Linked DNA regions of Sus scrofa: all the other regions are linked to region 4. Evidence: chromatin contacts called from public HiChIP or PLAC-seq and promoter capture Hi-C data. All regions are on one chromosome and are shown on one strand. The core of a region is the stretch at or near the end of the contact, and the rest is flanking DNA. Distances in the headings are between cores, read along the strand shown.

Evidence for each region. Promoter capture Hi-C pulls out the DNA fragments that hold promoters and counts their contacts. HiChIP or PLAC-seq counts read pairs in DNA pulled down with a chosen protein or histone mark.
Region 1: a promoter capture Hi-C map of fetal skeletal muscle shows a contact between it and region 4, with 8 times the contacts expected there. The contact joins the promoter of ACO1 here to the enhancer-like site in region 4. A contact is called at or near these places in 3 of 5 promoter capture datasets (fetal liver, fetal skeletal muscle and liver), 25 of 47 Hi-C or Micro-C datasets (adipose tissue, alveolar macrophages, blood and 13 more) and 2 of 2 datasets of contacts at active chromatin or transcription factors (alveolar macrophages and skeletal muscle).
Region 2: a contact with region 4 is called in a promoter capture Hi-C map of fetal skeletal muscle, with 5 times the contacts expected there. The contact joins the promoter of NDUFB6 here to the enhancer-like site in region 4. A contact is called at or near these places in 3 of 5 promoter capture datasets (fetal liver, fetal skeletal muscle and liver), 25 of 47 Hi-C or Micro-C datasets (adipocytes, adipose tissue, alveolar macrophages and 16 more) and 2 of 2 datasets of contacts at active chromatin or transcription factors (alveolar macrophages and skeletal muscle).
Region 3: a contact with region 4 is called in an H3K27ac HiChIP or PLAC-seq map of skeletal muscle. The contact joins two enhancer-like sites. A contact is called at or near these places in 2 of 2 datasets of contacts at active chromatin or transcription factors (alveolar macrophages and skeletal muscle).

Annotation. Positions count from the first base shown.
Region 1 is chr10:33,997,179-34,004,752 of Sscrofa11.1, reverse strand. It overlaps ACO1 (cytoplasmic aconitate hydratase), which reads left to right and starts at 2,858. Exons shown (of 21, transcript XM_003357729.3): 1 at 2,858-2,997. It overlaps LOC110255598, which reads right to left and starts at 3,547. Exons shown (of 3, transcript XM_021064275.1): 1 at 3,187-3,547; 2 at 2,632-3,106. The coding sequence starts at 3,547.
Region 2 is chr10:33,843,959-33,850,620 of Sscrofa11.1, reverse strand. NDUFB6 (NADH:ubiquinone oxidoreductase subunit B6) reads right to left here and starts at 1,278. Exons shown (of 4, transcript NM_001044554.2): 1 at 986-1,278. The coding sequence starts at 1,165.
Region 3 is chr10:33,937,039-33,944,339 of Sscrofa11.1, reverse strand. ACO1 (cytoplasmic aconitate hydratase) reads left to right here. Exons shown (of 21, transcript XM_003357729.3): 19 at 1,492-1,614; 20 at 4,535-4,720; 21 at 5,623-6,507. The coding sequence ends at 5,736. It also overlaps a transcript of DDX58 not described here. Among named protein-coding and RNA genes, the nearest start is that of DDX58, 49 kb to the right of the region's middle. Within about 2 kb of position 5,634, at least 11 of the 83 cell types and tissues checked have an H3K27ac peak or open chromatin away from gene starts, as enhancers often do. A contact at or near this core is called in skeletal muscle, where this site is marked.
Region 4 is chr10:33,495,128-33,501,734 of Sscrofa11.1, reverse strand. APTX (aprataxin) reads right to left here. Exons shown (of 9, transcript NM_213734.1): 9 at 6,151-6,607. Among named protein-coding and RNA genes, the nearest start is that of APTX, 28 kb to the right of the region's middle. Within about 2 kb of position 4,249, at least 9 of the 83 cell types and tissues checked have an H3K27ac peak or open chromatin away from gene starts, as enhancers often do. A contact at or near this core is called in fetal skeletal muscle and skeletal muscle, where this site is marked.

The sequences.
Region 1 (7,574 bases), core at 1,609-4,108, 500 kb before region 4:
CCCCCCTCCCATTTTTTAAAGTTTTATTGAAATATAGTTGATTTATCTTTGGGGGAGGCGCATCCATGGCATATAGAGGTTCCCAGGCTAGGGGTCGAACTGGAGCTGCAGCTGCTGGCCTACACCACAGCAACACAGGATCTGAGCTGCATCTGCAACCTAAACGGTAGCTTAAGGCAATGGAGGATCTTTAACCCACTGAGCGAGGCCAGGGATTAAACTTGCATCCTGATAGATACTAGTCAGATTTGTTTCTGCTGAGCCACAACAGGAACTCCTGAAGTAAAACTGACTTATAATGTTGTGATCATTTCTGCTCTACAACAAAGTGATTCGGTTATACATATGCCACGCATCCATTCTTTTTTAGATTCCTTTCCCATATATATCAACACAGAATACTTCGTAGTTTCCTGTGCTATACAGTAGTCATTCCATATATCACAGTGTACATATTCCAATCTCAAACCCCAGGCATTCATCTTTAAGAAGCCCTTGGTGACAGGTCACTAGCTGCCCCCTTTTTAAGAGGTGTATTTACTGCCTGCATCTGACAGGTGGCAGTGTTGTACTGGGAAACTGCCTCTCTGAGTGGCCATCATGCCTGTCCTTAAAGCTGTGATTGCCATCTCTTAGATTTTGCCTTCTTTTTCTAGACCACCAGGAAGAGGACTGAGGTTACCTCTCTACATACTTCAGTCTGAATGGAAGTATCCCTTCTGGACTTTATGAGCATTTACAATACTAGCATGTACAACATAAATATCAGGTATATGTTCAGCTGTGAATAACTCATCACCATATCATTTTCTGGGGAAAAAAAATGAAATAAATCAATAGCAGCAACTTCAGAAGAGTGACATTACTGCTCCCAATTCCAACATCTCCACCCCCAGGATAGGGAGCATCTTTACCTGTGAGCACCTAAATTACAGGACTGCAGCAGGGACCTCTGTGCTATCAGGGAGACGCAGCCCTGAAAATAATTACAAATTCTAGACCATATGGTAACAGATCAGTGTTCCCTCCTAAGACATTTAAGATCCTCTTCTTTTCTGCAAAGAATGAATAACATATAACCTCACAATAGCCAATGTTCATATAAATAAAATTTTATTTGGTTGCATAGAATGTAAAGCACAAGCTCTGGAATTAGATCAGCCTTTGCTCAAACCCCGGCAACACCACTTACAAGTTATATGACCTGAAGCAGGTCATATAATCATTCTGAATCTCAGTTTCCTCATCTGCAAAGTGGCAACAATGTCACAAGTCTCCAAGGGCTCTTGTAAGGATTCAATGGGACATTTAATCACATTTGGTTTGTATTAGTAGCTATGTTGAGGGGATTGGTGCTTAATTGTAAAGCAGATGGCCAGGGGATCCTGGTTTCCTGCGAAGGCAGCTCAGGAATTAAGGCACTCAGTAAGAAAGAGGGCATAAAAATTAAGACTATGACTGGCATGGAAAGGGGTGGCAGTTGGATATTTGTGGGAGGCTAAGATGAGCCCAAGAACTGCCTTTCCTTGTTATGAATGTAGCTTTTTCTTTTTTTTCCTTTTTAGGGCCACACTCATTCCCAGGCTGGGGGTCGAATAGGAGCTACAGCTGCCTACACCTAGATCCAAGTGGTATATGCAACCTATACCACAGCTCAAGGCAGCAACGCCAGATCCTTAGTCCACTGAACGAGGCCAGGGATTGAACGCAAGTCCTCATGGACACTGTTTGGGTTCATGACCCAGTAAGCTACAATGGGAACTCCTCAGGTTGGAGTTTGTTCAATGAAAGTGAATGAAAGGACTTTAGAAAGTGGGTGAGAAAAAAGTCTTCTCCCATACTGGAAATAAAAGGGATATGTCCTCTTTCAAAATTAAAGATAACCTTTTATATTTAAATATAAAATTTAAGTAGGGGACAGCTATAGCCTACCGTGCAGCATGATGAAATGGGGCTTAAGAGTCAGAAATCCCTGGGGACTGAATCCCAGCTAAGGAACATTTCATGTCTGCAAAACAAGGTCATATTTCTCCCTTTATGGGGCAATTGGAAGAAATGAACTGAATAACATATGCATCACAGGGCCCTGGCAGAGTAAGTACATGGTAACTGGTAGCAGCCGGAATCAGTATTAGTTATTATTTATTCATCCTTTTATTCAGAAACTCAAGACAGAAAACTATAATCACTCTCTATATAAACTGGGCAAGAATATCTCACCTTTCATCTAGAAAGACCTAATCATCCACCTTTGCCTGAGCAGGCGCAACTCCAAGCAACATATCAAAGCCGGTGCAGACAAAAAAACCCACTCAGTGTCAACTCGGCCATGTCTCTGACTTCTGAGAAGTGAACAGCCTGCATTAGGAAGTGTTGTTACACATTAAAAAATAAATAAATAAAATAAAAAAATTAACGTTTAAACTCTGCATTCGTAATCATGGAAACTTTGAAGTCCCCGCAAGTCATTCAGCGTGCTTTGCAAGTCATTAAAGACAGGGGTGGGGGTGGGGGCAAAAGGAAAGAGAGGGGAGGTGACCGCAGGTACCAGGGCGCCAGATAATGAAGCCTCCACCGAGACGGCCAAATCATTTTAAAATGCAGCATTTCTTCCCCGCGCCTTGGGCTTACTTTCTAGCGAGCCGGGCAGTCACACTCCACTCCCCATAGAGAGCGTGTCCCAGGCCCTGGGCCCGCGGAGGAGGATCCTGGCCGGAGACAGCTTCCGGCCAGCGACCTCTAGCCACCCTCCCTCCGGCGTGCGGGGGCGAGGTCTCCCGCAGCCTACAGGCCCCGCCCCACCCCGCCCCTCGGGCCTCGGGTCCTAGTCGGGCACCGGCCACCCCACCATCGCCCCGCCCCGGCTCCGCCCCTCGGCCGGTGGCCCGAGGGCGACAGAGGGAGGCGCTCGGAGGCAGCGGCTGGAACCAAGCAGCGCACTGGAGCGCCCCGCAGCCTGGTGCCGGGCCGCCCGTCAGACCCTGCCGTGCAGTACCGGTGAGTACTACGCGGCCCGACTGACGTCCCCAGGCCAGAGCGCTGCCCGCTCCGGCCCAGGCGGGGTGGGTGCGAGCCCGCGGCACCCGGGCACCTTCCCGGCGCCCGGCTGCAGCGCACAAGGTGGCCCGGGGCGAGGATCCGGGGAAGGCCGAGGGGAGAATCGGGGACTAGTTCCTGGGGACTGACCCCTCGCCCTGTCCCCAGATTGTGCCGCGCGGAGGACAGGGAAATGGCTCCCCTCAGCCTTATTTGCCTGGACTGTTCGGGCCGCCGGAAGAATCCACGTTGAGACAGTTCGGGCTGATCTGGGAAGTCCTAACCCCAAAGAGGGTGTGCGCCTCTCACGGAGCTGCGGGTGGCCAGATAGGGAAATCCGCACTGAGGAGGGCACAGATGGGGAGTCCACACTAACTGCTGAAATGAAAATGGAGGGGGAAGAGACCCTCGTGGAAGGGGTGGGCACAGAGCCCGTCCTATTGGATTCAGAGATCCAGGAAGGAGCACAGGCAGCCTTTCCTAATTCAGCCAGCACTTTAGAATGGCCCATCCTCCCTCCCTGCCACACTTAGAACCCTCCTCAGGGGGTGGTGTGAGGAGGTAGGGTGAGGGTGTTCCCGGGTGGGGGTAGGGAGTCTGGACAGCCTCTAGGATAGCCGTTCTCAAACTTTGGGGGAAGGAGTCAAAAACCCCTTTACTTAGGACTTTGGTTTATGTGGGTTATATGTATATGTACCATACATAACTAAAACAGAAATGTTTATTTAGAAATTCAGTTAAAAATAATAATGGATGTATTATATGTTGATATATTTTCATGAAAATAACCATTCTTTTCAAAACGGAATCTTAATGGGAAGAGTGGCATTGTATTGTATTTTTGCAAATCTCTTTAATGTCAGGTGTAATAGACAGCAGCTAGATTCCTACATCTGCTTCTGCATTCAGACTGTTGCACTATTACATGTGATGTAGCCTCTGGAAAACTGCACTGTAGACTCCTGAAAATGTGAGAGCGAGGATAGCAAATAGCATCTTGGTATTATAATGAAATGGTTTTGACCACGTGGCTCTCTTGGGTCCCCAGTACCACACTTTGAGAACCACTGGTCTAAGGAAATGCTTCAGAGGCTTTAGTCACTTCACCGGGCTTTAGACCCGCTTATTTGTGATCTTTCTCTGAATGGGAACACACACCACCCCCTGTGTGGACAGTGTTAACCTCTGGTAGGTTCAGCCAAGCCTGACCTCACTCTGGAAACCGGCAGGGCTCTCAGATGCCTCTGGCTGCCTGCAGAGCTGAGCCGTGCGTGTCCAGATTGTGGCAGTCATGTGGCACACAGGACCTGTGCCTTCAGAGACCTGCCGATGGGGAGCCGGGGCCAAGTGTGGAGGAGTTTGTGCAAGTTGAGAAGTTCATTTCCAAAAGAACAGGGAGGCATGTTTTTGCCTTCCTTTCCTCCATGTTCATTTCTGTGAGTGGCTGTGTGGCCTGGAGTTTATTGGAATATGATCCCCCCAATCTTGGGGCTCCTTCACTTTGCACTTTCAGAGCTATGTCCCTGTGAGTGGCCCTTTCCTAGCCCCTGCCAGAATCCAGTGTCTGTCCTGCCTGCTGGTGTGTGGTAGGTGTGATCCCTCACTGGATCATTTCCTTGGCTTCTTGTTCACACATATATGTAGCCTTATAAATATGTGGAAGACAGGCATACCAAACTATTAACAGTAGCCAGTTCCAGGCAGTGGTATCCAGAGTCCATGGAAGGAACCTGTTACTCTTTGTAATATCACATGTCTGCCTAGCTTGCAGCATTCGTGTATTGCTTTTACCACCTGAAAACAGAGAAAACAAAAACCTAAAATCCCAACAACCTATACTTTTTAAAGGATCATTTCTCTGGTAAGAATGTTCTCATCACTTCCTCTCTCCTGATAAAACAAATGACTTGAATTGTCCCATCACATTTCTGAACGGACGTATATGATACTAGTACATATTAACTCAAAATAATATGGAGAGAAAGAGCCCTCCCAGAGCAAAACAGTTTATTGAACAGTATTGTCTGCCATAAACCCCTGCCCAAGGTTAGAAGTACCAGAAAGGAGTATTCTTTAATGGATTATGATGCAGCCCTTAAACTGATGTTATAAAATGCTGCTCCATGAAATGTCATACAACACAGTGAAACTGAAAAACATGTTATCCAAGACTCTTTCCCTGTGTTCCTGTTGCTATGAGGAGAGAAAGTTTGTGCATGTACATACAGATCTGCACATGCGTGGACAGAGGCGAAAGCTGCGCCAAACGCTGAGTGATTTTTCTCTTGGTTGTGGGTTCAGTGTGTTTTTAGATGTTCTTCGCTTTGCTTATTAATACTTTCTAGTAAGTACTAAGCAAGCGTCACACTTGATATGACGAAAAACAACCCCTATGGTTACTTGTACACCGAGGACAACATAGTTGCCTTCATTTTTCTTAGCTTGACTTAACCACCAGAGCCCTGAATAGGCCCATGCTACTTACTCCCTTTCTTCAGTGGGAGGCGGAGAAAGAAGTATGGAGTGAGAGGCATGCATTTGTGTATTGCTTTTATAACCTGAAAACAGAAAAAACAGGACCCATGCACCTAAATCACACTGAGCAGTGTCTTCTTCCCCCTGTAGAGTCAGCTCCAACCTCAGCCCTGCCTTCTCCCTCCAAGCGACCTAGAGATTAGAAAGTCCTTTATCAGAGTAGCACCCTCACCTGAGAAGCCGTCAGCTGACCCTCTCCCCAAACCGAATGGCCTCATTTCTTCTTCTTTTTTTTTTTTTTTTTTTTGTCTTTTTAGGGCTGCACCCACAGCATATGGAGGTTCCCAGGCTAAGGGTCACATCCAAGCTGTAGCTACACCAGATCTGAGCCACATCTGCGAGCTACACCGATCTACACCACAGCTGATGGCAACGCCGGATCCTTAACCCACTGAGCAAGGCCAGGGATCGAACCTGTGTCCTCATGGATGCTAGTCAGATTCGTTTCCGCTGAGCCACAACGGGAACTCCAGCCTTCATATCTTTTCAAGCCATTTTTAATGGAAAATTTCAGACACACAAAGTGGAGAGTCTAAATCCCCAGCTTCAACAATTATGAGCATTAACATTTGGCCAGAGTCTTGTTTCATTTAAACATTTCCTCAAACTCTTTTTTTTCCCTCTTCTAGGAGTAAGCATCTTCATTTTCAACTGTATAAACTAACAAGAAAGTATTTGTTGTGTCTTTTTAGTAATGTGCATGACCTGGCTGCTGTTGCAAAATCTTAAAATTCTTCTACCCTCATGTCAGCTGAGCCCTGGGTGGACTTTGAGCACTCGCTGTGTGGTCCCACTTCTCTGCTTCTGCATGTGCTTTCCTCTCTGCCTTCCCCTCTAAATCAATCTTCGCTCTTTCCTTCTCTCAGTTCTCCTCTGCTAAGCCTTTCTCAACTCCCATATTGTAGCTGTCTTTCCTGTGACCTGTCTTATGACCCCTAACATATTATAGTTCTTTGCATGCTTATCTTAGTCTCCTTGTCAGATAGTAATCTTCATAATATTCATGTGAAACAAGGTTTTCCTTATCTCCTTTTCTCCTGTGGAGTTTAACAATGTTTAATGCAACAAAGACGCTCAAGAAGTAGATGCTAGATTTAAATTAATTATGTTTTTGGAGAAAAATGTTGATTGCAAGAGAAGTGCATCACGTTCAAAGGGAAAAATTCAGGTATTGCCTAGAAGCACAAATATTTTATCTCACCTACAAGATTTTTAAGAATTTTAAAGAACTGCAACAAAAAGAATTTTCCATTTGAGCCAATATAAAAAAGGCAGATTTTTTTTTTGGAGGAAAATGTCTTTACGGTCTGTTGTCCTTTTTCCATACGTGTTTTGTTGTGTTCCCCCCCTTCCCCCACATTTGTTTCATTTTTTTAATCTGGAGCATTTAGTTCTTCTCTGATTCTAAAATTGTTTTTAGAATATCTATGGTGTTTTAAGAGGTAGGTTTAAATCTTCAGTAAAAGAAATAGGTTACATTTAGGATCCACATGCCTCATGAAGAAGGTGACGTCAGTCAATCCCATGAATAATAGAAGCTCACAGATACAGAGTTATTCCCATTGTCCACCAGTTCTTCATCTGCTGCCCCATTTCATTATCACAGCCGCCCTTGTGAGCTGGGCAGAGCAGGGCAGTGCAGGTATTGTTACCTTAAGTTTGCAAAGAAGTAAACCGAAGTTTAAGCAGAGTGAATCTTGTCTAGGGCAGAAAGTGGCAGAGTCTGATTTTAAGTGTAGATTAGCACCAAATGGCTTTGGGATTAGATGTTGGAAACATGTAAAGACAGGAAGCTCTTCTCTCTAAGCATTGTAGGTGTTTGGGAGCCAGACCAGGTTCTTGAAGTATAAATCTATCCCTAAAAACACAGAACTAGGGACATTCCGTTGTGGCGCAGTGGAAACAAATCCAACTAGTATCCATGAGGATGCAAGTTTGATCCCTGGTCTCTCTCAGTGGGTCAGGGACTGGACGTTGCTGTGAGCTGTGGTATAGGCCGGCAG
Region 2 (6,662 bases), core at 29-2,528, 350 kb before region 4:
TTATAATAGATATGATTATGGAAAAGGTTAACATGAAGTAAGTCAGATTTCAACAAATTATTATTTACTTCCTTAAATCGCTTGCTTGATGGGTGGTATGTCAACTTTCAACCAGTGGTTGCCAAATCAGTTAGTAAAATGTCAGAAATCCAAAGGGAGAAAAGAGGAGAGTTGACTTAGAGTTTAATTTTACCACCGTAAATAAGTATCTAATACCACTTGCTCAGAAAAATGTGCACCAGACTTCGTAGCTCAGTAAGAAAGTAGATACACATGGATTTCAATGTGAACTCGAATTCCTCACCCTGAGACCATGGCTACATCACTGAATTTTTGTAGGCCTCAGTTTCCACACTTAAAATTAAGATTAGGACCAATTTCTACCTTACAGGAGTCCAAAATAAAATTAAGTAACACATGTAAAACCCTTGAAAAATGTCAGGCATAAAGTAAGAACCCAATAGGACCCATTCTTATAAGATGATTACATGGAGCTGTACTACCAGTTAGAAGCACACTGTCTTCTAGGTTCGGTGTAATGGCAGTTAGTTTCTATAATCTCAACCTCAAAGATCAGACAAATGTCCTCAAATACCGAAATCACTGAATTTTAACTCTAGTGAATCCTTGGCTACCATTCTGAGGGAAGATTCCCACAGTCAAAAGAGATGCAAGGCTGCACCATCCTGTAAAACCCAGGCAAAGATTCACCTCCTACTCATCACACCTGACAGTTAAATGGTATGACAATCCCAAAGCCAAACGTGCTCCGGACTCCTGACCCCCAGGCCAAGACTCTAGGAACCAGACAGCGTTCCCACTACACCCAAGTCTCGGCAGAACCTAATTCCCCCTTGGGAAACTACCAGTACTTTCGGGGAAAGGGAGAATCAGTCCCTACCTAATGTTGCTACAGAGAGCAGGCGTCACAGCAGCCAGGCTGGGGACCGCGACGGGGCGGGGGTGGGAGAGGGCCATCACTCACCACGTTCTTCCAGGGGGCTCCATCCTGCAAAAACTTATTCCAGAATTGCTCCATAGGCCACACCCGCCGCGGGGGCAGCACCGGTTCCCGGGGGCTCAGCTCCTGATCCTTCAGCCATCGCCTTCTCAGCTCTCGCAGCTGCTGCAGTCGCAGTTTCTCGTCGGGCGTATATCCCGACATGTCGCCGCCGGTACCAAGGAAGCAAGACACGGCGCGCCCCTGAACGAGGGTCCTGTCACATACGCGCGCTTCCCCTTCTGCAAAGCGACCTTGCGAGGACACCTGGGAGCGGCGCGCCGTTACGACGTCACTGGGGTCCTGCCCTCGAGCGGCTCCAATCTGCGCGTAGTGACTAGGCATGCGCAAACTCCTGCAGACCCCCGCACCGCTTTACGCGCCCAGATTTCCAGAGAGAGGCGGTTACTGGCAGACAGTTAGCTACCGGATGAGGAGGGAAGTAATGAAAAACAGGAAGTATCAGAGGTCAGTGTACTAAACGCTCTGACCAGGAAGAACTGGTGTATTGGGAGCTGGAAGTATGTGAATATGTGACTCAATGAGTGACTTCTACATGCAAAATTCATTTGCCTCTCCCACCTTGGAATTCGTCCTCTTCCCGTAACCTAGAGTATGTGGGGGACCCTTTACATCCATGTTCTGGTAAAGAGTCCTTGAGCAGCTGTCTCGTCTGTTCCTTCATCAGTACTGCAGAAGTAGAAAGTCGCTTACTATCCAGCAGAATTAGACACGTTCACCCTTCGTACCAGCAATCCCACTTCTAGACCTCTAGTCTAAAGATACAGCGGTAAAAATATGAAAAGAATGTGCACAAACTGCAGCACTCTTTATAATAAAATCCTGTAAATTACCGCTCAATTTCTCAGTAAAGGGCTGGCTGAATAAGTTGTGGTACAATAACTAAATGAAATGCTTTGTATAAAACTGGAGAGAGCTACTGAGTACATAAGTTGTTAAGAGAAAAAAGCTAAACGGAGAGAAGTATGTATAGTATGCTACCTTTTATCCAAAAAGGGGAGGGTGGTAGTGATACTAAATGTATATATATACATATGTTTGTTCAAGTTTTTAAAATAATGGAAAGGAAAATTACTTTTTTTTTTAATGTTACCTATAGGAAGAGGAAGGGGGTAGGCTAGAAACAAGAAGGATAGAAGCTAAACGTCTCCAAATTGGTTTTTAAAAAGCACCCTCTAAAAATCAAAAGTAAAAATAGATGGATCTGACTGCTTGGCGGCATAATTTCAAAAACACACACCACTTCAGGTAACTTTATTTTTGCGTTTTAGGACTGTACCTGAGATATATGGAAGTTCTCAGTCTTAGGGGTTGAATCAGAGCTGCAGCCACCAACCTACACCACAGCCACAGCAACACCAAATCTGAGCTGAGTCTTCGACCTACGCCACCACTCACTGCAAACGCCAGATCCTTAACCCACTGAGCAGGGCCAGGGATGGAACGAACCTGCCTCCTGATGGATACTAACCAGTTTCGTTACAACTGAGCCACAATGGGGACTCCCACTTCAGGTAACTTTAAATCATCACATTATTGTACATCCATAGAGAGGTATACTTCAAAGACAAAAAGAACTGCAAGAAAGAAAGAAAGGAAAGAAAGAGAAAGAAAAAGAAAGAAAAGAGAAAGAAAGAAGTCAAACTGTTTTAAGTAACCATATCCTTGATAGTGATGGTGGTGATGGTATTGTTAACCTGCAACTGAAAATAAACGTTTAGGCCGGGATTTGTGTTATGAGAGAAAGGAGATACAAAGATAAATTGTATGAGTTTAAGTTAAAACTCTGTAGTCCTAAATTTGGACAGAGTCAGTATTAACTAATGATGTATTTCATCTTTAAATATATATAATTTTTGTCTTAGTGCTCCCCATTGAAATGGCTAAAAACAATGGCCAACCCAGTAACCTTGAACATCTTTAGTTCCTAGATTGTGATCTTTAAATACCATTTTCCATTAAAAGGAACCAAGTATTCCTTGGAGTGGCAGTTCTCAAACATTTTGCTCCCCAAATCTATTTTTTTTTTTTTTTGGTCTTTTGTTTTTTTAGGGCTGCACCTGTGGCATATGGAGGTTCCCAGTCCAGGGGTCTAATGGGAGCTGCAGCTGCCGGCCAACACCAGAGCCACGGCAACCTCAGATCCGAGGCACTTCTGTGACCTACACCACAGCTCATGGCACCGCTGAGTGAGGCCAAGGATCGAACCTGAAACCTCATGGTTCCTAGTCAGATTCGTTTCTGATGTACCATGATGGGAATTCCCCCGAATCTCTTAAAATTCCTAAAGTTGTTGATGCCCCAAAGAACTTTTGTTTATGTGGGTTATATCTATTGATGTTCACTGAATTAGAAATTAAAACATTTTAGGAGATCCCACTGTGGCTCTGAAAGTTAAGAACACAACTAGTATCCATGAAGATACAGGTTTGATCCCTGGCCTTGCTCAATAGGTTAAGGACCTGGAGTTGTGGAGAGCTGTGGTGCAGGCTAAAGATGTGGCCCAGATCTGGTGTTGCTATGGTTGTGGCATAAGCTGTCAGCTGCAGCTCTGATCCAACATCTAGCCTGAAGGTGCAGCGCTAAAAAGAAAAAAAAATTAAAACATTTAAAAATAACAAAATATCCACTAACAAAAATTACTTAGAAGAGTGCCATTGTTTTACATCTTTGTAAATCTCTTTAATGTCTGGTTTAATAAGTGACAGAATTCTTATAGTGGCTTCTGCATAATCATAATATCACACATCATGTAACCTTTGGGAAACTCCATATATATTTGCAAGAGAGTGAGAGTTAAAAAGGGCAAACACCATGTCAGTAGTATTATAAAAATAGTTTTGACCTCATAAACCCCATGAAAGGATCATAGGGACTACAGGGGTTCCCCTATCACACTTTTGAGAACCATGCCTTGGAGAAATAACTAATTTCAGGGTCCAGTTAGGAAATGCTAAATAAGCTTGGAACATCCTGTCTTAGCAGAAAGCAAGGAAGTTTTTTAAAGACTATTATGTTTATGTCAAAAGGATTCAGGAGACAACCTGAATAGACTTCCACTCATCAAGGATGAAATGATGTGAGCATCAATAAGTATAGTGATTTCAGTGGAATGGAAAATATCAAATACATTCACATATCAAACTGAGTTCATAATGATTAAAAAAAAAAACCCTCACTGATCACTTTTTGATGGTGTTAGGGAACCAACTCATTATTTTGAAAACTGATGAATACAGGAAAATCAAGCATTTTCTGGCCTCTTTATATAAATTGCATCTTAAAGTAACAAAATAGTTGATGGTGGAAATTTATTCGAAGAGGCTTAAAAACCTAATAAAAGAAGAATGGATGATATTTCCCTGGTGGTACAGTGGCATTTTCACTTCTGTGGCTCTGGCCCAGGAACTTCTGCATACTGCAGGCACAGCCAAAAGGAAAAAAAAAAAAAAAAAAAGAATGGCAGAGTTAGAATATCACTATTTTGCAACCATTAGTTTGTCAATGAATCAGTGTCCCCATCAATAGAGGCTGAAATCTCAAAAAGACAGCAGCTTCGCCACCTGGTGGAAGACTGCCTCACTGCCTGTAAAGTAACTGCCAAACAATTGAATCTGATTAAGTTTCTAGATCTAACCACTTATTTAAAAAAAGAATGTACATATGTATGTATGACTGGGTCACTTTGCTGTACAGTAGAAAACTGACAGAACACTGTAAACCAACTATAAGGGGAAAATAATTTAAAAATAAATACGGGGGGAAAGGAACTCCTTTTATAACATCAAAATGATACATTAAAAAATACAGTTTGTAAAAACTTCAGACAAGCAACTCAGTTTCTTAAAAATATATAGAGAGCAAAAAAGAGTAATAGAGAACCCACACTCTATCAACAATAATAAACAACTCAACAATAATAAAACAAACAACAATAATAAAACAAACAATCCAATTTGAAAATTGTCCAAACACCTTAACAGACACCTCACCAAAGATGTACAGATGGCAAGTAAGCATAGGAAAAGATGCTCCACATCACATGACATCAGGGAAGTGCAAAGTAACAATGAAATACCACTACGCACCTATTAGAACGGCCAAAATCTGGACAACTGACAATACAAATGCTGTGGGGGAGGAACTGGAGGAACAGGAACAATTACTCATGGCTTCTGGGAATGCAAAATGGCACCAATTTGGAAGACTGCAGATTTCTTACAAAACGAAACATTCTCTTACTATAAAATCCAACAGTTTTGTTCTTTTGTATTTACCCAAAGTAGTTAAAAATTTGTCCACACGAAAACCTGCACGCAAATGTTTACAGTAACTTTATTCATAATTACCCAAACTCGGAGCAACCAAGATGTACTTCAGTAGGTAAATAGGTAAATAAACTGATCCATCCAGACAATGGCATACTATTCAGTGCCAAAAAGAAGCGAGCTGTCAAGCCATGAAAATACATGGAGGTTTTTTTTTTTTTTTTTTTTTTTTTTTTTTTTTTTTTTTTGCTTTTTAGGGTCACACCAGCGGCATATGGAAGTTCCCAGGCTAGGAGACAAATCAGAGCTGTAGCCACTGGCTTGTGCCACAGCCACAGCAACATAAGATCTGAGCCTCATCTGTGAGCTGCACCGCAGCTCACTGCAATGCTGGATCCTTAACCCACTGAGTGAGGCCAGGGATCAAACCCACTTCACTTCCTCATGGATCCTAGTTGGGTTCATTACCACTGAGCCACTAAGGGAACTCCTGGAGGAATCTTAATTACACATAACTAAGTGAAAGAAACCAAACTGAGAAGCTCTCTATGATTCTAACTATATGACATTCTGGAAAAGACAAAACTATGGAGACAAAAGATCTGTGGTTGTCAGGGGAGGGGTGGTTGTGGGGAGATGAACAGGCAGAGTACAGAGGATTTTTAAGTCAGTGAAAATATTCTGTATGATACTATCATACTAATGGATATGTTATTATACATTTGTCCAAAACCATTGAATTCTAAACACCAAGAATGAACACCATAGACTTTGGGTGATTATGCTGTAGGTTCATCTTTGGTTAAAAAAAAAAAGGTACTATTCCTGTGAGTGATAATGGTGTAGGCTATGCAAGTGTTAGAACAGAAGATATATGGGAAATTTCTAAGCTTCCTCTCAATTTCATTATAAACCCAAAACTGCTCTTAAAAAACTAAGTTTTTGGCTACACCCGTGGCATATGGGAGTTCCATATGGCCACAGCTGCGACCTAAATGCCAGCTGCAGCAATGCTGGATCCTTAACCCACTGCACCACAGTGTGAACTCCTTGTGGCTGTATTTTTAAAGGGGCATTCTTATCTTTAGAGTTAACTTCTGAAATAATTACGAATGAAAGGACATGAAGCCTGCATTTTACTTCTAAATAATGAGAGCAGGAAATAAGATTAGTAAGGAGCCACTAATTGTTGAAGCTGATAGGTAAGTGGGGGTTAATTATACTCCTCTCATGTACTATTTTGTATACGTTTGAAATTCTTCCAAATAAAAAATATTAAGATTTATGCCTTGAAGTCATAGTAAACTCTATATTTAAGCTTTTACTAATTCTGATTCTGTCTTATTAACAGCTACTTTTTTTTTTTTTTTTTT
Region 3 (7,301 bases), core at 4,385-6,884, 440 kb before region 4:
AGTGACAGATATCTCCGAAAATACCAAGTCGGTTGTTTCTTTTTGGTCTTTGAAAGGATCCAGACTATTTGGTTAAAAAGAGAAGGCTTTTTGCTTTTTGTTTGTTTGTTGGCCACGCCCATGACCTACAGAAGTTCCCAGGCTAGGGATCAAACCTGTGCCCCAGCAGCAACTGGAGCTGCTGCAGTGACAACACTGGATCCTAAACCTACTGCGCCACAAGGGACCTCTTAAAAAGTTTCTATAGTCATGAGTTCTACCCAGCTGAGGACGTACAGAATCCTACGCAGATTTAGGCAATGCCATGTGACATTAACCACCTACAGGTTGCCATGTACATTATCCACTGGCTCCAATGGTTCACCAGAATGGTAATTTGTGAGAGCCTACTTGAGAGTTTGATTATACACCTTCCTAGAGCTCCTTTCAAGTGAAATGCTCCCTCTCTGGAGACATCCTATTTTCCCATTTAAGTAGCCAGGAAGAAACAATGTTTCATTACTCACCAGCAGTTTTATCACATGTCTGTGAAGTCTCAACTCAGCACAATACACAGAGTTCCTGGAGAAGCAAAAGGAATCTGTGTTAAGATGTTTCTCATACATACTGAAATATCCCTTAATCCCTTCCTGTCCTTCATTGATTGGTGTTTCCATCAGTGCTTCTACTGTCTCGGCCTTGACCGCTATGTTAGAAGGTTGACGAATGAAGACTGTGCATTTTCTATCATTTCCAAACATGGGACTTTCTTTGCATTTGGCCCCCTTCACAACTGACCATCACTGAGTCGAAATCCAGGTGTAGGTGGGATTCTCTGCTTAAGCTTCAATATGCTTTAATCAATGGACGTCTTAAAAAAAAAAAAAAAAAAACGAAAACAAAAAACTGATCTATTTTCCTTTTTTCCTCTGACTCCTAGGATTTGACCATTTTTCTAAAACTAGGACAATAATTAGGCATTTCAGTTAAGAGTATAAAATTCAGAGTTCCCATCATGGCTCAGTGGTTAACGAACCTAATAACCTTGAGGTTGTGGGTTTGATCCCTGGCCTTGCTCAGTGGGTTAAGGATCCAGCATTGCTGTTAGCTGTGGTGTAGATCACAGATGCAGCTCGGATCTGGTGTTGCTGTGGCTGTGGTGTAGGCCGGCAGCTACAGCTCTGATTCCACCCCTAGCCTGGGAACTTCCATATGCCGCAGATGCGGCCCTAAAAAGACAAAACAAAACAAACAAAAAATGCATACTCCTTGAATATTTGTTATAAAAACAGGGCGATTAAATTTTTTTTAAAAAAAGTATAAACTTCTATTTGGGAGAGGTAAATAGAGTTAACTGGGAATGTGTAGAGCCGGCAATGGACTGGATGAGTTTCCCACTGGCTTGGCCAACTGCAGGCACTTCTGCCCCTGCATGTGCACCAGGACTCAGTGGCCTGTATCCACACTGTGCCGTCACTGTGCCTGCAACACCTCCCTCTTCTCTTCCTTTAGCTTGACGTGTTCGATGCCGCTGAGCGGTACCAGCAGGCGGGCCTTCCCCTGATCATTCTGGCCGGCAAGGAGTATGGCTCTGGCAGCTCCCGAGACTGGGCAGCCAAGGGCCCCTTCCTGTTGGTGAGTAGAACACAGGACATCCCAGCAGGCAACTACCCCTCAGACCCGGAAAGGAAGCTGGGAGGGGCCAGAAAGAAATTCCTCTGCTTTACTTTCCAAGAAGATGTCGTGGAAGAGCAAAGCAAGATCAGAAAAGCCTGGGGTGTTTATTCCTCTCCTGCTTTGTGGTGGGACTGGATTTATTCACTCAGTGAAGGGTAAGCTAGGGTTCATCTGGTTCCTTTCGATCAACCATTCATATGCTGGGAACCGTGGATCTTCAGGGGTATCTATAGCACAGTTGGGGGTAGGGTCTTAAAGTCTATGAAATGATATCCAGAAGTATGTAGTATGTGTGTCTTTTTTTAATGGGGAAAGTTTAATTGTTTTCATAAGGTTCTCAGAGGGACATACCCAAAGTTTATTTTGGGCCATTGTCCCCGGTGAATTTGAGGAATAAGCCAGGGGTCCTGCTGCTACTGGATTGTCTGTCAGGTTCACAGAAGGGAAAAAGTAAGGAGCCTGAGCTTTAACTCAGGGAATTGCACTTTTTGCAGCTGCTTTTCACTGCCTGGGAAAAACTTACGTTCAGGTTCAACAGAAAAGGAAGCCCTCCCTGTATGTAGACACAGACATTTCAGGGCGTGACCTGCTTGATGTGGCCCCGTGGGAGGAACCACTCAGGAAGGGGAGAGCTTTTATCTCCTGAGCTCTTGCTTGCCCTGAAAGCCCTGGTACTCTCCTGGTGCCTGGCTTTAATCCTTAGGGCAGGTAAAATAGCTTAGCTGATAGCAATTTAAATAATGTATGCAAATTAACACACTTGGGAGGCATTAAGTTGATATCCACAAGTACAATTTTAAAAACTTGGCTGTCTGGCAGGCAGCCCTCCAGACACCCAGGCTTCCAAAAAATATCTTTGAACATCACACCCTCACACCCTTTTTTTTTTTTTTGGTCAATCTGTTAGCAGTATAGGAAGAAAAAGATGTTCTCATTAGTTGGTAATTTGTCAAAGGCCTGCCATTTGAAGAAACTGCTGAAAAGAAATCAAGAAATGAGAGAGGAAAGGATTTTAGGAAGGGAGCTGGGAGCTGACAGTAGGAAGGGGGCAGGTGGGGGCTGTGAGATCTGGGGGATAAGAAGGGGCCTGGCAAGAGACACTCTCTAGAGTCTTGTTGGGCTGCATCAGCCACAGGACTAAAGAAGAGCCTGGAAACAACCACAGAGACATCAGAGGTTTCATAGAGGGAGCCACTGACACACATAAAGCAGAGTCCACGGGTGACGCCCTCACCAAGTGCAGTAGATGGCAGGCGGACAGGACACAGCAGCAACCATCTCCTCTGCCCCAGGGAGACATGGGCTGCCATTTATAGGGGAAATGATGTCAGGTTGGCTCATCAGTTACCAAGGAAACCAGCAGCTGGGGGCACATCCCTCACACCCCCCCAGGGTAACAGCCATCATGAGAGCAGATGTTTCCCTTTAATAAACTAGCAGGTGGAGCTGTTCTGGCATAAGGGGCAGCAGGCAAGCAGGTTCTTGTGAGTAGGTCGGAGGTATAACAGGACTAGTTGAGCCAGGGATATACAGAGAACAAGAGAACTGACATCTTAAGGGGCCTGACCAAACATGTTTAGACCTCTCTACAGAACCACTCCAAGTTCTCTCTGCCCAGAGAGCCATAGCTGCCTATCCTCGGCCAGGTGTCTGGGCTGTCCTACTGCAGAGAGGGATGGGCAGCTGTGATCTGCAGCATTTGCAGCACTGCACAGCCTTTTACACAGAGCTTGGGCGGTGAACAGCCTGTTTACAAAGATAAATACACAATACATATATACATAAATCCACACAAAACATCTGCTGTTCTAAAGAATAGGGCAGCCCTTCCTCTGTAAATGTGTTTTTAAATTTGGAAACACCTTGGGATTTTAAAAAATATCTATACCTGGATCTTATTCTCAGGGATTCTGGCTTAATTGGTAAGGAAAAAAGCCTGGACATCTGGATTTTAAAAGCCTTCCCTGGTGATTCTAATAACATCCAGAGTTTGCAAACCACTGCTCTATAGCCATGGTTCTCATTAACTTATAGAAGTCACTATCTCCTTCCCACCCATGCTCCCTGCAAGATTCTGACAGATCTATGGTAGTACCCTAGTATTTTTAACAAGCTGCCCTAGTGTCCCTGATTCTGGGGGTCTTAAAAGTACCCTAGATAATAAGAGACCTTTTAGGGGGTACCTTAATATTACATTAACTAATATTTGAGGATGGGGTGTTGTAGTTCATTGAGTGTCCTGATTTATTGAGCATTGCTGTATATTGCCAGTTATTACCAATAAGATGTACTTTATAGGAAGCTTTATGTCCAGAGTATATTCAATGCAACTTGATCCTTGCAACAGGAAGTATAAGAGCAGCACAGAGTAGATAATCATTTACTTTCTCTGTAGTATGTTCTGAAATCTAATTTTGATTAAATCTTCTGTGTCTGCTGGTGCACCTATAACAGCAAAATTCAAGGGAAAAAAAGAAAATTTTCCTGATGTTGCTTTGAGGTGTAGTGTCCAGATACAATGGAAGTTTGCAATCACAGAGTGGCTCAGTGTGTGATTATATTGCATGAGTTTAAATACCAGATAAACCACTGGCTTCCTCGGGGAATGGGGGACAATAATAGTGTCTTCCTCCAAGGCTGGCAGAGGTTGGAAAGAAAGAATTCATTTCAGTGCCTACATGCTGCCCATACAGTGGAAGCAATCGGTTAAGCCCTCGCCTGTGTTATTTATAACTAGAGGGTGACATTTTATGTCAATGATTAATTGGTACTTAGAAAGAATTTAGGTGTGAGAAAAGTTGTGACTTAGGAAGCCTTTTGTATAGTGTCTGGGTATCTAAAGAATAACTGTTTCTAAACTACTCTCTTGGCTTATCAGGGAATCAAGGCTGTCCTGGCTGAGAGTTACGAGCGCATTCACCGAAGTAACTTGGTGGGAATGGGGGTGATCCCCCTCGAGTACCTCCCTGGGGAGAATGCAGACACCCTGGGACTCACAGGGCGGGAACGATACACTATCAGCATTCCAGAAACCCTCAAACCACAAATGAAAGTCCAGGTCAAGGTAAGATAGCACCTTTCCAGGCTAGGCCCAAGTAAAAGGGACCCTGTATTCGTCATCATCTTGTTAGAGGGAAATCAGTGAGATTTGGAAGAAAAAAGAAATCACGCAGTAAAAGTGATTTCAACTTAGGAGTTCTAGCACCTTTCCTAGCTGCCAACACAGTGATACTGCTGTTGGTTTATTATGTATTTCTGTTTATTCATAGGGTTATCATCAGTTTCGTCATTACCTCCCAACCCCAGCCAGCCCTGCTGTCTCCTGTTCCTTCCAGTCCTGGTCCAGAGAATAGTAATGAAAGCCCAGAGAACAGGGCATTTTCACATTACCTCAAAAGCACCATTTTATTATAAAAATGTGAACAGACACACTCCATCCCTGAGTCTTACTGGCCCCCTCCCCAGCCTCAGCTTTGATTAGCCCAGAGGTGAAAATGACAGCCCTGGATGAGGTGAGGACAAAGTGCCAGCACCAGAGTCCCAGGGTGACCCAGCCGCCCTGGCAGAGCAAGCTGCCAAGCCGTGTCCCTGGGTGAGCAGCTGGGACAGTGCCCCAGAGACAGCCTTAGAAACCTCTGCTGACTGTGGCAGCCCCCGCAGAGGGGTTAGAAAATACCCCAAACCTGCTGCTCTGGGCGGCTGTAAAATGCTCTGGTGTCTCTCATTTCCATCAGTTACTCTTCTGCGGTGCTTTACCCTGTGGTGAAGTCCGCTAGGGATCTTGTGAAATAAAATGCAACTTACGGCTTAGCGGGTCTGGGCTGGGGCCAGCGGGCACCTATTCCCAGGTGCTGGGGTGCTGGGCGCTGCCAGGGTGTGGGCCGCACTTTGAGGGGAACCCCGAGGACAGCCGGGCAGGATCGCTTCCTTCCTTAGCGGTTCTTCTCTATTTCATCATCCTCACAGCTCGATACTGGGAAGACCTTCCAGGCTGTCATGAGGTTTGACACCGACGTGGAGCTCACTTATTTCCACAACGGGGGCATCCTCAACTACATGATCCGCAAGATGGCCAAGTAGGCCCTGGTTTCCTCGGAGACTGGCATTCCTGCCACAAAGCCGCAGAGCCTGAAGCCCACGGACCCCCTGCGGCACCGCAGCAGCCCCTCCCTTTGCCTAACCACGCCCTCATCCCGCCCACTCCTCCCTCGCCCCGCCCCCTCCTCCCTGCCCTGGGCGCCCTGAGGTTCAGGCCCGGTTCTCTGCCCACAAAATCAGCAGTTTCTACTTTCTCTATTTTTATTGATCTTTTTATCTTTTTCTAGAATTTGGAAGCTTAGAATGATGGGGTTGTGAATAGTGCCAGAAAGGGAGAGCTGAGCTCTCTTCAGTATTACTGATCCACAGAATGTTGATTTTTCACTCTTAGCCTCTTAATGTTCAGCTGCACGCATATACTTCTCTGGCCCCTTTTTTGGCTCCTCTCTGTTACCCTCTGCTCAGTGAAACCTTTGCCCTGAGAGTCCTTCACCCCTGAACCCTGCACCAGAGTTAACTGACAGGGTAGTGAGGAACTCTTGCATTCAAATCCTAGGTGTGATCGTTTCTCCCCAACCCCCCTTTTCCTCCAGAGTGAATGATCCAGACGTGGTCAGAATTTGAAACTTGGATTTATGTACCTTTTGATAGATCGGCACTGAAGAAATATGAAGTTTTCCTTTTCAGTCTTCAAAAATGTTTTCCTATAAATTTTTTCATTTATCAAGACGAGAACATTGTTTGAAGGGGGTTTTGGAGAGAGAAGCAGAACATTTCTAATTTGAATAAGATTAAATCTATTTTCAAGGAAAACTGTGGCGTTGGTATTGAACTGTGTTGTGTGTGTGGCTCTCATTTCGGGACATTTCGAGCACAGCAACCTCAGACTGCAGGATCCTGAAGCCTGGATCACCTTGGCGTTCTGTTTTCATTACCACATCAGTAATACCCAGGTATAATGGCAGTGTCAAGCCAAGAGGTTGTCTGCCGTGTTTGGGAGCAGAGAAGAAAGTAGCAGCTGTCTGGTATCCGTGGCAATAATGTAGTCTGGTGAGCAGATCATAATTTTATGTTCATCTAGGTTCTCTGCTCATTTTCATCACTGAAAGGCACATCATCCCTCCAGGGCACAGGTCTTGGTCTACTCCAGCTGACATAATGGAATATCATAGACTGGGTGGCTCAAACATCAAAAAATGATTTTCCCACAGTTCTAGAGGCTAGAAGTCCAGGTCAAGTTTCTAGCAAATTCATTTTCTCCTGAGAGCTCTTCCTGGCTTGCAGCCAGCCACCTTCTCACTGTGTCCTCACACAGCCTTCCCAGTGCACGCACACATGGAGAGAAAGAACGAGCTCTATGGTGTCTTCTTACAAGGGCCCCCCTCTTGTGACCTCCTTTAACCTTAATTACTTCCCTAGAGGTCCCATCTCCACTGAGTCATGGTGGGGGAATAGGACTTCAACATATGAATTCTGGGTGGGACATATTTGGTCCATAACAGGGCACCTTATAGCTCACAAATTAATCTCTCTGTAATGAGCTTGCAATCTCAACTTTATTATTATCATTTTTTTTTTTGCCTTTTGTCTTTTTGGGGTCACACCCA
Region 4 (6,607 bases), core at 3,000-5,499:
CTGAGGGCAACCAGAGAAAATCTGCCTTCCTAGATCTAGCGATAGGGAAATCAGATTCAGAACAGGGATTATCTTCATTTGTATCATTCTCAGGGACAGTTGAAACTGTTAAAGGCTTGGAATTTGGCATTACAGGTTGTCTTTCTGTCCCTACATATGATTTGTTAAAATTATTAGCCATTTTTGGCTTTATCAACTATTAACATAAATAAGTGAAGGTTGATTGCATGCCTTTGTGACCTACTACATTTTTTTTTTTAGTAAAACTTGGTTTTTCTCACATTCCCAAATACATATTAATGTAGCTAGTTAGAAATACACACACTATAATGAAATTTAAGTTGCCCATATTCTCTCCATCCAGAGAAGACTACTAATTAACAGTTTAGTATATTTTTTCCCAGCATAAGTTTGGGACTATAACCACTCGTGGTGGAGTTAAATAAAAAGGTAAGTTCAGAGTTCCCACTGTGGCATAGCGGAAATGAATCTCACTAGGAACCATGAAGTTGCTGGTTCAATCCTTGGCCTTGCTTAGTGGGTTAAGGATCTGCCATGAACTGTGGTGTAGGTCACAGAGGCAACTCAGATCTGGTGTTGCTGTGGCTGTGACGTAAGCTAGCAGCTGTAGATTTGATTATACACCTAACCTGGGAACCTCCATATGTCATGGGTACAGACCTAAAAAGAAAAAAAAAAAAAAGTTAAGTTTGTCAGTAATGTTAAAATAATCATTTCTGTGTTGCAAACGACTCAATGGGACATCAGAAGCTATTAAAGAATTTTAACACCTTCTTGAGGCAAGAGTTTAAACATAGATCTGCCCCTAAGACACAGGGGCTTCAGATGTTCTCCCGTTGGGAGAAGAAAGAATTTCTATATGTGGTTTGGAAAAATGCCTCACCAGATGGTTCAAAATAATTGGGGTCTAAGGGATGTACACACACACCCCCCAGACCTCTGCCTTAGGAAATCCATAGATGACTGGTATGAAAAGGTATATATAAGGAGAGTCCATAGCGTTCATCAAATTCTCTGAATCTACGACTCTTTCAAAATGTCAGGAGTCCTAGTTTGTAGCTTTCCAGCTCTACTATTCAAGTACTATTTGAGGTAAGGCACTTATTCTGCCTGCATAGAAGACAGAGGTATTGGAAGAGCAGAAGGACAGAGGTGCCTGCAAGAAGTGACTGTTTCCAGTCCTGTTTCCACGTCTGGAAACTTGTGATAGAAACACGCAACTTAAGAAATGGGGCGTCGCTCAGTGGTAACGAATCTGACTAGGAACCATGAGGTTGCGGGTTTGATCCCTGGCCTTGCTCAGTGGGTTAAGGATCCGGCGTTGCAGTGAGCTGTGGGGTAGCTTGCAGACTCGGCTCAGATCCTGCATTGTGGCTCTGGCATAGGCCAGCAGCTACAGCTCTGATTAGACCCCTAGCCTGGGAACCTCCATATGCCACAGGTGCAGCCCTAGAAAAGACGAAAAAAAAAAAGAAAAAGAAAAAAAAAGAAATGGGAAGAAATGAAATGAGCTAGCATACTTTCAATCCTACCATGAACTTGACACATCCAAGACCCTCATCTGATTAAACGCCAGAATCAGACCTCGACCCTGGCTCTAGCCAATTTTAGAGTCTATTTAACCTCCAAGCAACCAATCATCTAAGGTTTGTACCTTTATCTACACCCTGGTTTCCTGTCAAACTTACATCTTAATTAGGAATTGCTTAAATACATATAAGATGTACTTTTTAAACCCTTTACATTTTATTTTAAAACACTGATTCTGAAACATAAAGGAGTTACATAAAACTTCTTTTCCAAAAAAGCTTTGGTATAAAGCATGAATTAGGAATTTACTGTTCAAAGGCTGCCATCTGGTGGCCAAAAACAGCAATTCCCCAAAAAATAGACCCTTCAGAGAAAAAGGTATGGAAAACCCCAATAGGGTTTGATAATCTGGAATGTTATGTGGGAAAATATTAACATGTTTATGGCCCACTAATTCTTACCCATAAGAAATTCTATGCTCATAGTAAATAGCAAAAGGATATTTATTAGAATGTTTCCAAAAGCCAGATGCAGCCTTGCCAGGCCACACACTTAACAGTTAAATCCAGCTACAACAGAAAGAGTTCTCTTACATACTTTCAAAGTATGACACAATGGACTTCCCCTGTGGCTCATGGCATAACTACTCAGCGTTGCTTCTACAAAGTATGACACAAGGTTTTATTCATTCAACAAAATTTTACTGGGATCCTATTTCTGTTCCAGGTACACTGAATTTTATTGAGTATGATAGAGAACCCAAGAAATAGCATCTGTCCTAAAGAACCTCATGGTCTGGTGAGAAATAGGGTCCCCAGCCCGTAAGGCTGCTCATTTGTAGCCTACATGAGCCTCAGCCCTAGGGGTGAGTTATGGGTTAAAAGCTTCCACATGCCAGGGGTGCCTTTTTTTCCTCAATCTATATCAACAGATTTCTTCGGGAGGGGGGCTGTTATTCACATACCTACTGGGGATTCTGTCCAAAATCTTGGGTCTCTTTCCTAATGCCTGACAAGCTGGAGGGATTATAGTTTAGTATTTGACCTATTCCTTCCCCTTGCTCTTTCATGGACATTTTCCCCTTTATGAGTTCTTAAAAGCAAAAGTAATGTTTTTCAAGCAATTCCCTAGGTATTTGTAACCCAAAAGATATGTATGATAGTGAAAATTCTATCAGTAGTAGATAAGAAGTCAGCTGCTCAACTGCCTTTTCAGGTAACTTCCAAAGCCAGTTTCTCTGCCCTGGCCCTGGCCTCCTATCCCTGAGTGGAATCAATGAAAGAGCAGCAGAGGCTGGTGGTCTGCAGGTAAGCCAGGACATGGAAGTACCCCAGGACTCTGGCAACTCTAGCCATCATTCTAAGAGTATATCCTACAGCTCTGCACAAGATCCTTGGCTAGTAACTAATTATTCAATTTTAATATGATAGGGATTTTTTTTGATAGGCAATAAATAGATTTATTAGGATAGGAGGCTTGTGAGAAATGCAAGTGGGCAGGCAAGGAAGCTCTCTGATAGTTTTTCCTCCATAAAAAGCAAACAGTACAGGTTGGGCCTGGGGGCGGTGGGTTGTGTCAACCTTCAATTTGTAGGAGTTCCTGTTGTGGCTCAGTGGTTAACAAACCCGACTAGTATACACGAGGACACGGGTTCAATCACTGGCCTTGCTCAGTGGTTAAGGATCCGGTGTTGTTGTGAGCTGTGGTGTAGGTTGCAGACATGGCTTGGACCCTGTGTTGCTGTGGCTGGCATGGGCCGGCGGCTATAGCTCCATTTTGACCCCTAGCGTGGGAACCTCCATATGCTGCAGGTGTGGCCCTAAAAAGACAAAAGACAGAAAACAAACAAAAAAACCTTTCAATATGTAGCTGCCAGAAGCCTAGGTCTGCTTGCCTGCTTTTCAGTCTTATATCTCATGACAACCATGTGGGGCCAATGGAACTACCAGTGTGTTGGGATATGTGTGCGGTCTGTATGAGCAGTAAAGATCAACTGCTGTGCAAATTGCTCCTCCCTGTTCTGGGTAATTCTAGCAGGGGCCTCAGTCCTGTGGCCTTCCACTCCTCACCCCTCAAGATGGTCCAAGGTGACCATAATATGTCATCCTCAACAGTGATTAGTCCAGAGATGAGTCTGTGACCTAAGGAGAAGAGTCAGAGCCCTTTCTATACTTTGGCAGGAATGTCAGGGGAAAGGAATGCCCCGCCCCCTCCCGCCGCTGAGGCCTGTGGCTATTTTTGTTGTCCCCTGGAGAGTCAACATAGGAAGGCAGAACTAAGAGATGGAAAAAAGGGAATGCTATAGCGTCATTTAAACACCTACATTCAGCTATGCCCTTGGCTCCCCACCATGGGCCCAGAATCAGCATAAAGTGGGGCAGATGAAGACTTCTTCAAAAACTTACTTTATAGGTTAAAGCATGGGTGTAAAGAATCTCTTGTGTTTTAGAAAGCTCTTTGGTCAATTCTGATTTTAGAAAAAAAAGGAGACCTTGGGGACTGAGCAATAGGAGCTAAACAGCTGGAGTCTGAAGACTTGAATCTTACTGAAAGGGATTTCAAGGATTATCTAGTCCAAGGCTCTGGTTTTAAAATGAGAAACGAAGACTGGAAGGGAAAAAGAACTTGCTCAAGAGAGTATTCAATGAGGTCTCAGAGGTCAGATGGGGTTAGAGTTTAGCAGAGAAGAAGAGGACTGATGAGTGCTGGACTACCCAGGTACCTGGCCCTTGCATGTTCATACTTGTTTAATCCTCACAGTCAACCTGGGATCACACATTTTAGCTCAGTTTCACAGATGATGAAATTAAGGCCACAGAGATTAAATGACTACCCCAATGTCACACAGCTAACATGTAACAGAGCTGAGCTTCAAATATAAGCCTTAGTCCTTTTATTCCTATTCTATCTTTAGATAAAGAAAATATTATGAGGTAAGACAAGAAGGGGAGATCTTGATCTGATCCCATTCCTTATTCTTAAATAAGATGTCAGTGCCTTGAGAACACCTGGTAAGAGTCAAGAATCCAACTTCAATACAGGCCAAGATCTGGTTTAAATTGCTAAATGAATCCCTTAAATCTACAAGTCCTAGCTGCCATTTAAAAATGACGAAGTTGAAATAAACGGTCTCAAGATAAATTTGCAAAATACAACAGGCAAAAGGAATTGAGTAGTGAGTGACCGAGAATCCTAGAACTCCTGTTTCCACTGCCCTACACCCAGGCCTTTTCCTACCCTGAAGTCTGGGTAGAGAGCAGCTGCCAACAGGGAAATTCTCAGGCATCTGAGGATACCACTGATTTGTGAGTCATCTGACAACTGCTTACATGATGCTCACCTACCAACCCGTCCCTGAGTCAAAAGCATCAGAACCCTCATCATGAGGAAACTCTAAAACCCAAAGCTCATTCCTTGGTGGTAGTTAGCTTGCTTTAAAAAAAACTAATAACATATTAAGATATAAATATTATATTACTCCATTTTAGAGAGGTTAATGGAATTTGAGAGCCCTTTCTTCCAGCTGACTTGAGATCTATTCAAAGCCTATTCTTCATGCTCTCATACGAGGCATTCACTTGCTTAATTTCAGGTTCCAGTTCAGCTCTGTAATATTTTACCTACCTTCTCTTATAGCAACAGAAGAACTCATTTAAAAATATGCCTTCTTGGCTAAAAGTCTAAAGTGTCCATCTACATTCAACCACTTAATTTTAATAAAACAGCTGCCTTTAATTTTAATAAAACTGGCTATCGAGTTCCCGTCGTGGCGCAGCAGACTAGGAACCATGAGGTTGTGGGTTTGATCCCTGGCCTCGCTCACTGGGTTAAGGATCTGGCACTGCCATGAGCTGTGCTGCAGATCGCAGGTGAGGCTCGGATCCCGAGTTGCTGTGGCTACAGTTCCAATTAGACCCTTAGCCTGGGAACCTCCATATGATGCGGGTGTGGCCCTAAAAGGACAAAAAAAAAAAAAAAAAAAACCAACAAAAAACTGGCTACGATAGGGCTAAGATAAAAAAGGATTCTTAGATCTTCATTTTTAGATCTTAGATCTTTCTTTAAAGAAAACGGCATAACAATAGTGCCTACTCCCCCCAGAGTTACATACAGTGAGAAATAAATGAGATCATCTGAATAAAGCGCTAATGCTAGAAACACAAGAGTTGGACAAGTGTTAGCTGCTATACTCATTAATTACTAGTAATTATGACTATTTCCACACTCATCAAAAACCACTGTGGCATCTTACTTGTGAAAGACAATGAGATCAAATGTGGTCTGTGTGGATTGAGGTTTTCCCTCTCCAGAGAGGTTGTTGGCTTTTTTTTTTTTAAACAAACTTTAGAACAAAAAAAGTCACATCCCCAAACAGATCAACAATTGATCAAAAACGTTTTAGATTTCCCTTCACCTTTAGTTCTGATGTTATCCAAAAACCAACTTAATCCAACCATTCCATCCATGTTTGTTCTCAGGGAAAAGTGGAGAGATGGGGTTCTGTGCAATTTTCTCATTCAGTAATTACCTTTTCAACATCAGAACTAACACTGTGACTATCAGCTGAACTCCTGAAAGTTTTCAATTACCCAAGAGAGATGCCCCAAACAAATGAACTTTATTTTTAGACAACAGATTCAAGCAGGCCACTAAGAAGACCTGACATTTGAACAGTGATGAATACATGGCTGAGTATTTCATTTTCAGCCAGGAACTCCTGATATTAGAAGGAAACTCAAGAGTTCCAGCTGTGGTGCAGTGGGTTAATAATCTGACTGCAGTGGCTCAGGTTCCATCCCTGGCCCAGCACAGTAGGTTAAAGGATCCAGTGTTGCTGCAGCTACAGCATAGGTCACTGCTGTGGCTTGGGTTTAATCCCTGGCCCAGGAACTTCCATATGCACAGTTCGGCCATTAAAAAAAAGAAGAAAATTCCCTCCCCCCACATCACCTAGATTAAACTACTGATAACTGATGAGACAGGCTTCCCAAGAAGGGAGCATTTGGGTAGTTGGGAATAGAAAGGAATGAAAGGGGGAAAGAGAAAGAATATTACA